Linked DNA regions of Xenopus laevis: region 2 is linked to region 1. Evidence: chromatin contacts called from public Hi-C data. All regions are on one chromosome and are shown on one strand. The core of a region is the stretch at or near the end of the contact, and the rest is flanking DNA. Distances in the headings are between cores, read along the strand shown.

Evidence for each region. A called contact is a pair of places that touch in the nucleus more often than the background predicts.
Region 2: a Hi-C map of the XL177 cell line shows a contact between it and region 1, with 3 times the contacts expected there. A contact is called at or near these places in 2 of 4 Hi-C or Micro-C datasets (the XL177 cell line and animal cap).

Annotation. Positions count from the first base shown.
Region 1 is chr1L:72,669,984-72,672,734 of Xenopus_laevis_v10.1, reverse strand. The region is part of intron 2 of alpk1.L (alpha-protein kinase 1); the gene reads right to left. Among protein-coding and RNA genes, the nearest start is that of alpk1.L, 14 kb to the right of the region's middle.
Region 2 is chr1L:72,776,378-72,779,128 of Xenopus_laevis_v10.1, reverse strand. neurog2.L (neurogenin 2 L homeolog) reads left to right here and starts at 1,343. Exons shown (of 1, transcript NM_001088333.1): 1 at 1,343-2,654. The coding sequence starts at 1,699. The coding sequence ends at 2,343.

The sequences.
Region 1 (2,751 bases), core at 130-2,629:
AGGTGAACCACCCCTTTAAAATTGATTGAATATGCTTTCCTAAACAGGAATGTCTTTAAAGAGCTGTATATTCAAAATGGTTCAAAATGTTCTTAAAGGTTTATTTTGCTTTCGTTATAAGCATATACACAATGACACAATTATGAGTTTCATAAATGTTCAGTTTTTCACAGAGTTGTGTATATATGAAACCCTTTCACTCTGTTTGACCCAGCGGATGCTTCCGCTTCTTAGTAGCAAACAAAATTTCATAAAAATAACTAGTCAATACAATGGGCCAAGTTCACTTATATTTGTTGCAGCATCGGTCAATACAAGTAAGGTTACACTTGATAAATAAAACCTTTTTAATTCCATTTATGCTGATGTAAGTAAAAGACACAGGCAATACTGAACAGCTTTCTGGGTAGAATTCTGGCCTCTCATGTCACTGGAAATCCACAATCAAAATGCTTAAATGGATACTGTCACTGGAAAAAAAAATGTTCAAAATGCATCAGTTAATAGTGCCGCTCCAGCAGTATTCTGCACTGAAATCCATTTCTCAAAAGAGGAAACAGATTTTATTTTATATTTAATTTTGAAATCTGACATGGGGCTAGACATATTGCCAGTTTCCCAGCTGCCCCAAGTCATGTGACTTGTACTCTGATAAACTTCAGTCACTCTTTACTGCTGCACTGCAAGTTGGAGTGATATAACCCCCTCACTCTCCCCCAGTAACCAAATAGCAGCTCCCTAACACAAGATAACAGCTGCCTGGTAGATATAAGAACAGCACTCCATAGAAAGAGCCAGGCCAGTTACATTTAGTAGGAGAAACAACAGTCTGCCAGAAAGCAGTTCCATCCTAAAGTGCTGGTTCTTTCTGAAAGCACATGACCAGGTAAAATGACCTGAGATGGCTGCCTACACACCAATATTACACTTGCTGGTTCAGGAATTAAATTTCATATTGTAGAGTGAATTATTTGCAGTGTAAACAGTGTAATTTAGAAAAAAAGACATTACAAAAATCATGACAGAATCCCTTTAAGTGCCAGCTAACTTGCAGATGTAAATAAGCAGTCACACTGAGGTCTTTAGATCCTTGCATGATGTTTGTTTACATTTGCACTTAATTTACAAAACAAAAAACATAAAAAAAACAACACACATCCCATGTATTCATGGGCTTGGGAGTAATTACGAACCTACATCCCACCCACCCATGTATAGGTGGGAAGGTTGAATGAATATGTAAAGCTGGCAATAGACATAAAGATACCGTTGCATGAAACTAATTAAAGTGAGTAGCCTTTCCTTATTGGGTTCCACTACACCTTTCCTGCCTGCTCAGGTAATTGTGCTCAGCTTATACTGACATATACTTTGACATGCTGCTGCCTAGTGGCCAAATTATAGAATTCTAGGGGTAATGCTTCAACCCAGGAAGAGGAACCTAGATCCTGTATTGCTAAGGTGACCTTCCGTGGCCAAACTTTTAATCCCCTAACTAAAAAAATCTTCTATAGCTTTTGCCCATTAAACTAGCCAGCTCAGCTCTATAAGTCTTGAGGCCTAGCAACCCCATGATTCATTTGTAGATCTCTGCGTATGTTCCCTTCCTCTCTCCATACACACTTTCAATACATGTGTATATATATATATAAAATATATGGTTCACTTTGTACCTGTGTTTTTACACTTGAGAAAGGGCACCACTTGCCCGAAACATGTGGTGTAAAGCAGCATGAATAATAAATAATCACAAGCAGTTAATCTGCGTTTGAGTGCTCTCCTCTCTTTCAGTGGAAAAAGTGACTTTCAATACAGCATTTATGTGAGCTCAGATTAGGAGACAATGGTATGTGGTGACCATTGTCAGCCATTAAAGTTATTAGTTAGTAGTGATTTTGCAATAAGATGTGTGGTATAAAATTAATCAGGAATTATTTACCAAATATTTCCAGAGAACCGATATACTGTATTATGTACAGAACTTTTTCACGTGCAACCAGATTAATGCAGGGAATGCCGGAAACACACTATGAACAAAATCCCCAAAGGCCAGTGATTTTATTTTTCCTTTCAGATTATATTAAATCATTACTCAGTTTATTCCCCAGGGTTCCCCATCCTTTTTTGCTCCTGAGCAACATTCAAATGTAAAAAGAGTTGGAGAATAAAACAAGCATGAAAAATGTTCCTGGGGATGGCAAATAAGCGCTCTGATTGGCTAATTGATAGGCCCTCTGTGTACTGGTAGGTGGTAGCAAACAGGATGCACTGTACAGTACAGTACATCTGATTTTTATGCAACTAAAACTTGCCTGGACCTGGAATTCAAAAATACGCACATGCTTTGAGGCCACTGGAGCAACATCCATGGGGTTGGTGAGCAGCTTGTTGCACATGAGCCACTGGTTGAGGATCGCTGCCTTTGAGCAATTACTAATGATGCATTTTGCTACAAGTTAAATCTCAGATGAAAACAATCTAAAATACCCGCAATATAAATCATTGAGGGTAAATTACTCAAATTTTGTAATCCTACAAAATTACCTTGCAAGGTATTTTTGTTCAGTTATGACAGCTGAGTAATTTACTCATAGCAATTTACTTTGTAGGCAATCACAAGGAATTGTAGATGTTTTGTTGTCTATAGCTTGGTGTCGTTGCCCTGACCAAACTTTGTGACAGATGCATCTTTAAGGAACTATAAAAACTAGGAAAAGTGTTGCAAAACAATAAACAAGAAGGCAAAAATTA
Region 2 (2,751 bases), core at 94-2,593, 110 kb before region 1:
CATTTTCGCAAATATTTTTGCTATAAAATAGTCTTGTATTATGGTGGTTATTATGGCAGTTTTTACTGTGACATTTATGGCCACAAATGCACCTTCAAAACTCATAAACTTTATTGACTGATGATTATACCATCCAACAACATTACCAGAGTAACACCAATCAAACATTTATGCATCATATAAACCCTTCTGCCAATAAAATCATATGAACAAGAAATCATACCAGTCAATCTCTTTGCTTCATAGAAATGCACAGTTTAATGTAGCCAATCACAATGAAACCAAAAAAGCGTAGAGGCTGACGAATCCTTGGACTGTGATGCCCGCTGCCAATAATACGCCTCTGAGCTGAAACTGCTGCTGTTGCATTACATCCTGTCAGCAATAGCTACAGATCTCTCTCCTATCAGCAAAGAATGATGGGTAAAAAAAAAGTATTATGGGATATTTCCTGCCCCTTGAGATTTTTCTGGCGAAAAAATACTTTTACGCCACTACATAGGTGGCTGTAAAATGTTGCGAATATTCTTGCGTAAATTTTGTCTTTTGCACATTTCGCTGTTTAGTAAACCAGCCGTTAATGTGTGCGTAGCGGTTTTTTCAGCGAATGCAATAACTTATTTTTGCGCAAGAAAATTCGCAAATTTATATTTACCGCAGGTTAGTAAACTGGCAAAAGCATATTCGGCGATAAATATGTCTATATTTTGTGAGCATATTTTTACGGAGCCCTCTCTATAATTAAATTCCCAGGGTTCCTCTGCATCAATACAGATACTTGTGGGCACCTCCATGTTGCTATGGCTGCACTGCAGTTTGTAGTTTGCTCGGTGCTGTACATGACAGCGTTGCAGCCCCTATGATAGGTGAGTGCTGCTGGGGTTTAGGGTGACGAATAAAGAGTGTATAGTGCAAGTGTTAGTAGGCGCATGTTTGCACTCAGCAGTAGCCCCAATCCTCCCCCTCCGCAGACTTCATGAGTTACTGAAAGGGAGCGCGTGTCTGGCCGGACCCCCTGTCCTGCATCCAAGCTCCTCCATTGGCTGAGACACACCCCCGTTACATTAATAACATTAGCGGCACGCTTCAGCCGAGCGGGGCAGCCAATCAGCTTGCAAGAAGCCCAGGAGCTGTAGTCCGAGCGCAAGACAGTAGGTAAAGGGGGGGAGAAAAGGAATAATATGAATGATGATAATGAAAAGAATAAGCCGGGGAGGGGTGCTGTGCCCTGGGGTAGCTTTGATTGTTTTGCCGGGACTATATAAGGGGTTTTAGGAGAGTCGTGTGCCAGACACACAGCCGCTGAATCGCAAGGCGCATCACTTGAGCTGGAGAGCGGGGCGCGTGTCACACGGCAGTTGCACTCATAATACACTGTGAGCTGACAGTCGCAACCACGCCCGACAGGGAACACGCAGCAAGTCTACTGCACGACTATAACCCGACGACTCGACCCAACTCACCTGCTGCTTCAGGGGCCAAACACCAAGTTATAAAGTAAGTAACTTCCATTGCAACTGCAGCATTGTCACTTGCGACAGCGCATGAAGTAGTGAGAGGCACAGACCATGTACATATATGGGGTTTGTGGTTATTATAGTAAGTGGGATGATGTTTGGGTTATTATAGTAAGTGGATGTGAAGTTGTCAGTGCAACATTGGGGCTAACCATTGGCTGTGTGTTTGCGCTTGTCTAGGATGGTGCTGCTCAAGTGCGAGTACCGCGATGAAGAGGAGGACCTGACCTCTGCCTCCCCCTGCTCCGTGACCTCCTCTTTCCGTTCCCCGGCGACGCAGACGTGCAGCTCGGACGATGAGCAGCTCCTGAGTCCCACCAGCCCGGGACAGCACCAGGGGGAAGAGAACAGCCCGCGATGCAGGAGGAGCCGAGGCCGCGCTCAGGGCAAGAGCGGAGAAACTGTGTTAAAGATCAAGAAGACCCGGCGCGTTAAAGCTAACAACCGGGAAAGGAATCGCATGCACAACCTGAACTCTGCGCTTGATTCCCTCAGGGAAGTGTTGCCCTCTTTACCTGAAGATGCCAAACTCACCAAGATAGAGACCTTGCGCTTTGCCTACAACTACATCTGGGCTCTTAGCGAAACTTTGCGCCTTGGCGACCCAGTGCACCGATCTGCTTCCACCCCAGCAGCAGCCATATTGGTGCAGGACTCCTCTTCATCCCAGAGCCCCTCCTGGAGCTGCAGCTCGTCCCCTTCTTCCTCTTGTTGCTCCTTCTCCCCGGCCAGCCCTGCCAGCTCCACCTCGGACAGTATTGAGTCCTGGCAGCCCTCTGAGCTCCACCTGAACCCCTTCATGTCTGCCAGCAGCGCTTTCATTTGAACTCCTGTTGGACTATGATGGATTCTCACACTTCCAATTGCTACATATGAAGAATACCTCAGTGGGGCCCCAGTGCAAATGATTTTCCTGGGAACCCAGTTTATTGAGCATGAGCCCATATAGTGTAATAATATCATCCTGCAGTGACCAAATTGCACTCTGTGGGTTCTGCTGATGGGGAGAAGTGGGGGGCTTGATCCCCCTGAGTTTGTGCTTACCTGTATAGCATTTACTCCCCCTGCTGTCATGCCCCTGGCATATGATGGAGTACATTGCTGGGTCTATTTTATTATCAGCAATGTGAACTGAAACCTTGTATTAAGAAACTGTGTAAGTTTAGAATTCCTGAGCTGCACCTGTTCAAACTACAGCTATCACCTTCCTGTTATCAGGGGCTGCTGGGTAATG